2 separate regions of the Athene noctua genome follow, and region 1 is linked to region 2. A link is a contact called in public Hi-C data. All regions are on one chromosome and are shown on one strand. Each heading gives the region's core, a stretch centred on a gene start, on an enhancer-like site or on the middle of the called end of the contact. The rest is flanking DNA. Distances are from core to core; before and after follow the strand shown. Region 1 holds the start of DCK (deoxycytidine kinase). Region 2 holds the start of SDAD1 (SDA1 domain containing 1).

Region 1 (5,837 bases), core at 529-3,028, 160 kb after region 2:
ACACTAACCTTTTTCCTCCTTTAGAATCCTAAAATATATGGGGAAAAATGCAGTGTAAAATAGAAAATGTAAGATGAGAACCCTTACTGTAAGCTAACTGTGCCAATATTGCTTCAGTTTGTAGTCACTGATAGTTTTAAATGAGAACAGCTTTTAATTAAAAAAAAAAAAGTTGAATGTCTGATAATCTGCAACATGTTTATTTGAGAGTTGTAAATAATGTATACAGACTGTTGTATGTGATGGGACAAAATATTTAAATTTAGGATTTTTCAATAAGAAACTGAAGGCTGTTTATAAGAGAAAATAAATAGCTATGTTTGACCATGATTGTCTTTATTTCCTTCTTGAATTTGTTTCTAAATTATCTTCTACTTGTAGAATTTTTTTTTTTGGTATATTGTACACATACAAACATTACACATACAAATTAGATTTTTGTAATTGCCTTGTCTGAATTTGTGAATATTTGTATTGCAGGCAGACACAAGAGCAATAAAACAACCTGATACCCTTTTAATTTCCTTGTTTCATAACCTGAATTTACCTACTATGGGTGGAGCTTGGTGGGGGATTTCTCATAAGTTTAATATTGCATTAATTGCATCTCAGTGCCAATCCCAGGGCAACTTTGAAAGCTTTGCCCACGAGGAGGGTGTCCTGCTGCAGCTGTAGCACTCCATGCTCTCAGGCTACCAGCTTCACATGAAATACAGACTCTGCTTTTGGCTGAGCTCAGCAGTACAGGTGCCTTTTTTTTTTTTATCCTCCTTTTTTTCCTTATAAAAGCTTCCTGTGACCCTGACAGCCACAAAAGTCCAGGTTTCCTATCCTCCCGTCTGCATCCATCTGCCTTCACTCACCCCTGTAACTTCAAAGCACCCAGTCCTGTGGTAAGTCACCTCTTGTGTGAGCAGGGTGTTTGTGCCATCAAGTTGAAAAAGCGATTTAAAATCTTGCTGTTAATTTAGTCCCCACAAATCTCGTGGTCGAGGGGTCATGCAAAGGGGATCTTGTCTCAAAGTGAGTTCACAGCTTGCAGCCATCGTACGTGGTTTTGCATGAGAGCTCATGCTGGCTATGACTGCCTTGCTGCCTGTGCCCATTGCGTAGCTCTGAGGATTTTTTTTCCCACTTGGTCACTCAAGAACCAAAACGTTTGTACACTGTGATGGTACTCCACGAAACACGTTGTCAAATATGAGTTTGGTGGCTGGCGGGGGGTTTTCAGCAATAAGCTGCTAAATTAGTGGCACCAACCTGCATGTCACCTGTAAGATATTTCTGGAAGGTTTTTTTGAGGGAAATGGTTGCTTGTGAGGGCCTTTTGTTCACGTCGATGTGGCCTTTGACCTGCTCTGAGGGCAGGTGCGTAGCCCTGGGTTTCTGCGTACAAGGAAACTCTGCCTGTGGCCGTGGGGGAGCGCTGCCCGGGAGGCAGGGAAGGCCAGCTCGCTCGCCTCCCTCCCTCCCCTCGCCCGGGGCTAGGCGCCGGGCCGAGAACCGAGCAACTCGTGGCAGGGGTGGCGCCGGCCCATCGATGCGCTCTCCTGCCGCAGCTCTGCCTGAATCCGCAGCGCCGAGCTCGACCGGCCGCCCTGCCGCCTGCCCGCCGCGCGCCCTCCGCGCTGGCTTCCCGCGGCCGGGCCTTCCCTTTCCCCTTCAGCCCTCGCCGCCACCCGTACCGTGACGTCAGGAGCCGTGACGTCAGGGCTCGCGCAGTCACGCCCGCCGCGCGCCAAATTCGAAGGCGGGTGCGGGCCGGGCGCGGCGGCCGTTATCGCCGTTATTTCCATTGCGCGGGCAGCGGCGGCCTCCCCGCTCCTCCCGCCTCTTGACCCCCATGGCCACTCCGCCCAAACGCGGGCGGCAGGAGGGCAGGATCAAAAAGATCGCGGTCGAGGGCAACATCGGTGAGTCGCTGCCGGTCGCCTCACCGGGGCCGGGCCGGGCCGGGGGGAGGCTGAGGGCGGCAGGAGGGGCGGCCTGGCCTTTAGCGGAGCTTGGGGGCGTCGGCGAGGGAAGAGGCACCCAATTAATAACTTCCACCGTAGGAATTAAAGTTATAACAATGACGAGATGTGGGAGGCTGTGTGTGTAACTTTATGTTCCATTTTCTAATTTATTAACCTTCTCAAAGATGTTGAAGTCCTGGATTTCTCTCACACCTTTCCTGATTGTAATGTAAAACACCTGTGTAAATGCAGACTGTCAGGTCAAACTTGTAATGTTTAATACTCCTGCTAATTAACAAGAGAAGACTGTTTAACTGTTAAAAAGAGCAGAAGTTGTGGGCCGTTCGTAATGAGATACTTTTTTTTTTTTTTTTTTTGCAAGAGGCAAAAAATCGAAGATAGGAGTTGCCAGGGTGTCGGTTTGTTTACTGATAGATACTTTGGTGGTTGATAGCCAACTGACTGGCTTTTCTTAGGTTTAGATATTCTTTTTAAAACTTCTTGAACGTTTTTCAGTTTTCAGATTAATGATTACTGTAGGAAGTACTTCGCATCTTCATTTGAGAAACCAGCACTCTTCCTTCCTATTTTTCAGAGTTGCTTGCTTTTTTGTTGTTGTTCCTAAAATAGCTTAGGAAGACTGCAACTTCATGCCTAAGAGTGGACCACTAAGTATCTTTAAAAAATAAAGATTTAGTGTTCTAATTGCAGATGTAACTTTCTAGAACTTAGATGACTCATCTAGGCTGAGACGTGATTTTTTTTTTGAATTGGCTATTGGTGCTGTGTGGTACAAAATTTATCAATTAATTGATATGTGGTGCATGATACATCTTTAATTCATGCTTGTCATGAAGTCACAAGTACATGTGTGTGTGAGACTCATTTATGGGACTGCAAAATAGAGTTGTATATTAGTTAAGTAATGACACTATCAGTGTGTTTTGACTACCATTCTTCCTGAATGCTTTTTCTACAGCTGCAGGGAAATCAACATTTGTGAATATTCTCAAACAAGCTGATGAGGAATGGGAAGTTGTTCCTGAGCCTGTAGCTAGATGGTGCAATGTTCAGCAAAAGTCTGAAGAGGATTGTGAGGTATGGTAAAAGAGATGAAGATGAAACTTTTTTTTTAAAAAAAGCAACCAAAAACCAACAATCAACCAAAAAAACCCCGAACAAAAAAAAAGATTCAAATGTTTCTCTAATTTTAAAAGGCCAATATATCTGATAGACTAGGTATTTTAAAAAATGTACATGATAGCAACGTTATTGCTGATTCTTATCACAATATTTGAGTTCCTGTATTTCAGTTTGCTTGGTGTGTTATAGAACAAGTGTTATTCAACATCAGGATGTAAATTCTAAAAGTAAAAGCTTGCTCTATGTTACGTATAAAAGCAAGGGATGGAAAAAAGTTAGGCAGAAGTTACTTGTAGCAACTGTGAATTAACCAGGTGAGAGCAGAGGGTTGTCGTGGAAGGTGTCCTCTAAAATGTCTAGGAAATGATTAACTACTGCTTAGTTGTTTATCGTGTTGTTTTTTTCTGTCAGCTACCTATAGTTCTGTTGGCAATCCAGCAGTTATCTAGTGGCCAAAGTCATTGCTGTGTAGACAGGCTTTGATGAATTGTAGAAGGTTTTTCTTTTTCGGATCTGGCAAAAAATACAACATGTTTTGGTTAAATTAAATATGTAAACTAATAATGGAGGTGTGTTGTTTCTAACTTTTCCTGAGCTATATATTTTCAGAGTTAGCTAATTTTTTTCTTCTTTCTTCATGATACCAAAGTAAATACAAATACAAAACCAGACTAAAGTCCTTTCTGTTAAGAACTGGGCTAACAAACAAATTTAATAGATTTGAACTTCAAGTTAAAGATTGGGGTTTTTTAATTTAGTGTGGTGGGTTGACCCCAGCCAGCAGCTAAAGACCCACACAAACCCCAGCTCACCCCTCCACAGCAGAGAAGAGGAAGAAAAAAAGCAAGACAATTGATTTATGGGTTGATATAAACAGTTTATTAAGCAAAGGGAAGAAGATAAGAAAGGAGTGATGCAAAGGCAATTGCTTACCCCCTCCTAGAAGCAGACCAATGCCCAGCCAGTCTCTGAGCAACAGCTACTCTAGAAGACAAAGCCCTCCCCTCCTCCTTCTTCCAGAACCTGAGTTGAATTGCTGAGCATGATGTTCTGTGGTGTGGAATATCCCTTTGGGCAGTTGGGGTCAGCTGTCCTGACTGCATCCCTCCCAGCTTCTTACCCACCCCAGTCCACTTGCTGGGGGGCAGACTGAGAAAGGCAGAAAGCCTTGATGCTGTGCAAGCACTGTCCAGCAATAGCCAAAACAGTGGTGTGTTACGCTGTTTCATCCACAATACGTCACTGTGGGGGCTGTTTCAGAGGAAGTTAATGCCATCCCAGTCAGGTCCAGTAAGCTTAATGTAAAATTTCAAATCCGTCATGATCATCCCTGAAGTTAGACTTACACGCTTTTTTCTCCTTTTGCTTTGCCTGGTTTGCAGAAATATGAAGTAATATATGACCTCTAAAATTAGTCAGAAAACACTTCAAAATAAAGTTTCTAAAGACAAGACTGTACTCTGTGAGTTAATCTGTTTGTCATGTGTATATAGGTATCTCTTAGTCTTGTGTGTATTGTCAGTAGCTTGTAATGTCCCTTCTGTTGGCTAATTCCTGCAGTAAGAGCAGCAGCTGCTGTAACACAGTACAGTGCTGCACACCAGTTTCTAAGTATGAATATTGTATAGCCTAAACAATAGGCCTTTGCCTATTTTTTACCCTTTTCCTTCCCTTTTCTGAGGAAAGTTATCAGCATTTGGGATCTTGATTACTGCTTTTCTAATATAACTTAATATCAAAAAGTAGATGTTCACTTTTCCATTTTTAATAAAGCTGGTACTTTCATTGTCCCACAGTACTAGAAAAAAAAGTAAAATTGGGTATTTTTTTAATGTGTGTGTGTTCACAGAAAGAGGTGTGTATTACTGCTTTTGTAACTGTTAGTTCTTAAGAAAGCTGTACCTGAAATACTTCAGATAGCTTAGTGCTGTGCTTTTTCATATAGTGTTTTTCAAGGACATTGGAATCTTTTCCAGAGGATAGTTCTATCTTTTGTTTCTTACTGATGAAACTGATAAGTAAGGGTCTTCTGACTTGTGAAAGGTCACTGTAGCTACATCTTCTCTAATTGACTACGGGGGTGGTGGTGGGTGCATATCCTGGATAGTGGAACCAGGCTGTGTCCCCTGTCCCTAGCAGACTTCTGTCCCATGCCAGCTAGGGCTCTTCCAGGCAGTTCCCAGGCACAGTTTGAGCACTAGGGTAGCCTGGGGACTGCTGAAAGTGCACTGCATGTAGCTACCTCTTTTGGAGGCTTAGAAAGTACTGTGCTGTGGGTATTGCTTGTGTGCCACTTGGCCACAGTGTCAGAGCATGGTGCTGGACATGTAGGTATGGTTGCAGGGAATTAGAGATGAGGATAAAATCTTGAATTCCAGAATCTTAATTGCTGTCACCTAGGTGATGACTTCTAGGTTTTTGAAAATATGTCAATATTTGGATTTGGTCTTGGTGTAGCAAACAGATTCAGACAGAAGCAGCCATCTTTGATAGGGTGTTTTTTAGTTAGTGCAGCACACAGCTTTCAGATTCCATGAGCTTTAGTGGCTGTCTCAAGGTGTTTGAGCTATGCTCCTGGGCTGAGGGAGACCTTTGGCCTGGAGTCTGTTCTGAGCCTCCCAGGTAAGATGAGAGCATAAGATGCTGCATCAGCAGTTGTTACCATATGAACTGTAATTACCAGATGGAAAAACAAAACAAGCTCAACTTTAAACTCACACTTGTCAGAGTAACAGGAGC
Region 2 (5,666 bases), core at 1,675-4,174:
TGATTACAAGTCTTTTGCCTGATTTTACAGTTAAAAAAGCAAGAGGTAGTGAAGATACTACCATCTTCTCATGCAATTTACCACTGGGTAACACCTGCTCTAGCACTTTGTAACACAGCATGAAGATTGAGCAACGTATTAGGTACAAGACAGCAACTGAAGGTCCTCAGGGTGCTTTTACTCCTTTCAATGCTTATCTAGGCAACAATTTTTCAAGCTGCTATCTGCTAAAAACAGGAGCTATACAATAGCTTCACAAAAAAACCCACTCAAAGCACCCCTTAGATCAGTCATCTAGAATGACCTTACAGATTTAAGAAGAAAAAAACAAAATTCCTCTTTCCACTGTACCTCACAAGTTGTATGCTAATACTAGCAGCTTTTATGTAAAGGCTGAAAAAAGCGAGCTGCACACAGTTTTGGTTTTGAATGCAACACACACTACTTACATACCACCTTCAACTCAAACATCAAACATTCAACCTAAATAACTCTGAGACTTCACACAAGACAGTATTTCTTCCCAGCTAAATTCCATTCCGCAAAAACATAGTCCCACTGGAACACAAATAAGATAAATATATTTAAATCTCTGCCCTCTGCATTATATTTTGCACTACAGGCCACAAGTGATGTCAGGATGGCTGCCCCACAATTAATGGGAAATCAAATACAAGCCTGCCAGACCTACCAAATATTCCTCCTGTAAAGTTCAATCATCACATCCAGTGATATCTTGGCAGCAGTGGGATTGCTGTCTCTCAACATAGTGTACATGAAGTTCTGCAGGGTCTAAGAAAAAAGTTTGTAAACATGTCTTATTAGAAAGAAGTCTTTCACAGTATCAAGAGGTTAAATCGAAGTATATCTGAAAGCTAAAATACTTACTGTGTTCACTTTATTGTTTTTGTGTTTAGCATTGACATTCTTGATGTCCGACACGATGTGAGTATACAAAGTCTGTAAATTGAGATATAACAGGGAGTAAGCTATGCAAGTTATACAGAGAACAATGCAGACACATTAGTATTCCCCCAAAGCCTCTAAATACTAAAATGAGACCAAACTGATCACCACTAAGAATATTATTTTCTCTTTTAAGTTACAGTTGGAAAAACAAGAAGTTATCCTGTAAAGTCTCACATACGCTTTATTTTCATGCATTTGAAAAGCATGCTTAATTTACAGTACAGCAGAAAAATTAACAGCATCAAGTACTGCTTTAAAAAAATCCACTCCTGCTTCATTCAGGCATGTCCTGATGGCCTATTTAGTAATCCTGGTGGCAGAAAACAAAGATTTCCACTTTTACAGCAGAAAACCTGAAATACAGCTTTAACTAGCAGCTGGTTTGGTTTTAGTTGTTTTACTCAGAAGTTTTCACAAAGAATTCAGTAAGGCCTTCTCCTACAATGATATGTTTATGGTTTTCACCCACAGATACATTTGAGCTGCTCAGGCCATACAGGACAGGCCTACAGCCTACTACAGCATGTTTTACAGTCGAATGCTTCATTACTAATCAAACATACAGAGCAAATCTTGCCTCTGGCACTGTCAATCGCTGAAAAAGCAGAGCTACTTTAAACTTTCTTATTTTGTTATCAAGGAAAGGAGAACAGCTGCCTGCCAGCGCTTCATTACTTCTGACAAGTTGGTCAAAACCCACTGAAAATCAAGACTGTTTCTTGTAAGCATGATTTACTTTTCGTAAGAGCTTATCATGACACCGCAGCAGTTGAAAGAAGAGCTCCAGCAAACTTGTTGGATTTATTAGATTCTTGTTTCTCAACAAGATCAAAGCCTTGCAGAACGTCTGTAAGAGAAACAGGGAATCAGAACCAAAATTCCAATAATACTCTTCAGTTTCCATCATTATTAAAATACTAAAAAGCAAACTGTAAACTAATCTCACATGTAAAGAGCCTATTTTAACCACAAGACATGGTCTGCCCAAAACACCTTTTGGTTTAGGTCTTACCATGCGCAGGTCAGCATCCAGGACCGTGTGGTGGTAGGAGAGCAGCTCCTTCAGCTGCTGAGGAAAGCTGGCCATGTGTTCTGGGTAGCAGTGGGCAACCTGGGCAGAGACAGACCCAGCTGAACTCTCTAGCAGAAACCTTGGCTTATCTCATCACCCCAGGAAGGTGTGTTGATATGGTAAAAAAGCAATAAAACTATAAACGTTTTGCAATAATATAATATATACAAAAGTCAATGTCCGGATGTTAAGAGGTACGGTGCAAATAAAAAATCCTTTAAAAAAATTATACTAATGGTCAAAAAACCCCACCCCCTCGTGTTGCTGGAAACAGAAAAAACTGCTGCAGAAATCGTAGTCAATGAGCAACTCGTCAGCAACTCCGTCAAGGCTCTAACAGCAAAACGAGGTGAAACACAATCTGCCGTGGCCACTGTGCTCAGGGCAAAGACTCTGTGGCTGGCGAAGGGGTCAAGGCCGGCGCCCAAGCCACCCGTCAGAAGGGCAGAGGCTTACCTGTGCCAGGAACATCACCAGTTCAGCCAGTTCCTTACTGGGCTTGTCCGGTTGGAAGGTGAAAATCTCCACATGGGACTGGTAGTGGTGGTACTGCTGGAGGAACTGAGCACACACAGGGCGGTTGCTGAGCGGGACCGGCAACGCCTGACCCCCCCCCAGCTACCCCAAGCACTCCTCAGCTCCCCCCCCGCACCCCGGTACGGCCCCCTGCTGCCTCCCGCTCCGGGCCCCCGGCTCCGTACCTCTTCGGTGTAGGAGGTTGGATCCCGCTTGATGAGGTTCTGCAGCTGGGGCAGGTTACTGGGCAGCTTGTTTCCTTGGCGGCCCGACATGACGGCCCCGAGCCGAACCCGGCACGACCGCACTCACGCCAGCAAGCGACCGACCGCCACCTCCTCCTGGAACACGCGAGCTACCAGCTGGGCGCCGCCATCTTGGCCCGGCCCGCCCCGCCCCGCGCCCCCATCTTGGCCCGCCCCGCCCCGCCCGGCGCCGCCAAGGGACAAACTTCTGTGACAAGGACGTTCATCACGCAGGGAAAGGAGCCAGAAAAGCAGCTTCTCCTTAGCAACCCTTACTGCCAAAGGCTTTGGGCAACTCTGTCAAAGTTCAACAGTTTAGTGAACATAGCTTCCTCCTCTGCGGCTTTCCGATTGATTTTCCCCCCTCACTTGCATCATGTCACTCCTTCACGGTGACCCTGCCCTCACTCTCTCTGCATCATATATTGTAATTCAGTTAAGTGCTGCCAGCAATGTGGCAACACTGCCAACAAATTGCACCTGGCCCTTACCACTTATGTTGCTTGTGACAGGGGCCACAAACACACATTATAGACCAGCTGCCAAGACCTGAGCATGCGAGGCAAAGAACACCATCAGCACTGGTTCCTCACCCCAGCACTTTAAAACATTGAAGTCTTTGGACTTAGGGAACCATGAGCAGTGTGCACAAGGACCATGAAGCATGGTCCATCCACTCCCAGTGCTGCATCCAGGGCCCTGGACATGTCCACGGCCTGGGTAGGTTTGCACTCATACTATGATTCCCAGCTTGGAGTACCCAAGCCTCTTGCAGTCCAGGGTAGATCTTCAGGACATAAAGACAAAGTGAACTTTTCAGGTGAGTGCAAGACTAGTGAAACAAAGAAATTGACTCAACAGTAAAGTTTTTACCGTTAAGCAGGTATTCTTTATTAGCAGTGCTGGGGTTGCTCTGGGGATTCTCCACTATAAGGGCTCCCAAGAATTAGCAAAGGACATCAGTTTACATACACACAAATCACACATATTCATTACATTTCCTGGAAAGGGGTGTCTTATGATAATGAGTTCCCAGAATTCATTTACATAGTCCAAGCATGACTAGTAAAAATAGAGTGAGGGTCTTCGGTGGTTGAGGGAAGAAGTAAATAATTTTCTTCACGGTGTTCGCTAGTTGACCTTCTTTCCAGAGCATGTGCTGTGAAGTACAGTCCAGGTGCCTTCTTCCTCAATCAGCAAAATCATCCTCCCTATAATAGGGTCTCTGTATCCCTTTAAGTCCCCTTTATCTTAGTTTTCCCATTGCAGGAGTTGCCCAAGTGTCCATTGAAGGCCTTGAGTCTACTATCAGTGATTTATGTAGGGAGCCTAATGAGCGTTTTAATCTTGCCTAAACAAAGAGGCCTAGGGAAATAGTTAAGGAGTCGGGAGTCCTTGAGAAACAAATGACGCAAAACTCAAGCAAAGTTTTGAAACAAACAAAGCAAAACACAAGCAAAGGTTTCATGCATCACAGTTGAGGCTTAATAGTTGTAAGAAATTAATTTGTTTGACCCCTTCACTAGTAAGAAAATAGCTTAGAAAAACATTACCTGTTTATGAAGAAAGCCTTCAGTAAGGCTTTTATTTGCCTAGAATTGGTGTTCAAATGCATCTTTTCTATGCTGTTTCACTTCATTTTTGCACTAAAATGAACAAAGAAAGTCCTGTGCTAAGTACTGGCAGGTCATATTCAGCATATCAGTGATTTGATATGGAGCCTTGGGGCTCCAATTCTGTAACAAGTTGGACCTTTTTCCATATTCATGACTGAAGAGGCAGGTGCCCTGCTTTTTCACCAAGTGCCTAGATGCATGCAGGAAATAACATGACAAATACAGTACTTCATTTAAACATAAGTTATGGTTTAAAATTATACCTCCTTTGTCAGATAAACTATTTTTTTTTAAAAAATCTCATCCTACCATCAGCTCTGTATTCCTGTGTCTTCTCGCAGAAAAAATTGCTTCTACTTACACTCACAGACTGGCAAAGTGATCAAGTTATATATGGGGAAAGTGCCAGTCTCAGAGCAGTTGGGATCAGGGCAACACGCTGAATCATGAAAAACTCACTCAAGTGTGTTGAAGGGGGAGAATTGCCTAAAGCAAATTCTGACACACTGTATGCAAGCTCTCAATTTATTACAAAGTGTTTACATAGTTTTATTTCCACTTCTACATCCTACTGACCTTCAGATTTTGTCCGTTTACTGCTCACACGCTCAGCAAGTGGTGTTCCAACCTACTGCTTCTCACATTTGCAACATGGTGTTCCATAATGTTGCCTCATTTATCCACAGTCATTCTTCAAACCTAAAGGTCACTTTACATTTTTGCTAACCACCAATTCTTTATTCCTACATCTCCCCCTTCTTTGTTTTGTAGCTTCGTTTCTGTGGCAATCCTTGCAATTGGTTGCAGTTCAGCCTTCTGCACTGTGAGCCTCATACATGTCGCAGGATGGCAAACCCTGTAAAACAAATTAAACATCCTAGGCCTGCCAAAACCCACATTTGTAGGTTCAGAACTGCAGAACAACGCCTAGGACTGAGCCAGGACAAACTTTTGCCTCTCTCATGATGTTATCATGTGTCAACTTCTGAATCTCAACCAATTCATGCTGTAACAAATGATGTAGTTCAGTAACATGTTGTTGCAGATGGCTAGAAAAGGCTCCTTGTAAATGCATCTTAACTAGCTCCCATGTTGTGCCATTACCCGTGTCATACTTTAGTAGGGTAACACAGAGATTGCTCCCGTGTTCCCAATCAATGCAACAACATAACGCATAGACAGTGCCTTCTGCTTATCCCTGATCCAAGTCAGAACAGCCTCCAATGCCTCTGATTGAGTATTTGCTTG

Evidence for each region. Hi-C and Micro-C count contacts between places; a contact is called where the count stands out from the background.
Region 1: a Hi-C map of liver shows a contact between it and region 2, with 2.9 times the contacts expected there. The contact joins the promoter of DCK here to the promoter of SDAD1 in region 2. A contact is called at or near these places in 2 of 2 Hi-C or Micro-C datasets (heart and liver).

Annotation. Positions count from the first base shown.
Region 1 is chr4:50,260,794-50,266,630 of bAthNoc1.hap1.1, forward strand. It overlaps DCK (deoxycytidine kinase), which reads left to right and starts at 1,779. Exons shown (of 7, transcript XM_074905319.1): 1 at 1,779-1,913; 2 at 2,935-3,053. The coding sequence starts at 1,844. MOB1B (MOB kinase activator 1B) reads left to right here. Exons shown (of 6, transcript XM_074905323.1): 6 at 1-509.
Region 2 is chr4:50,099,120-50,104,785 of bAthNoc1.hap1.1, forward strand. It overlaps SDAD1 (SDA1 domain containing 1), which reads right to left and starts at 2,925. Exons shown (of 21, transcript XM_074903937.1): 1 at 2,743-2,925; 2 at 2,498-2,602; 3 at 1,982-2,080; 4 at 889-960; 5 at 692-792. The coding sequence starts at 2,832.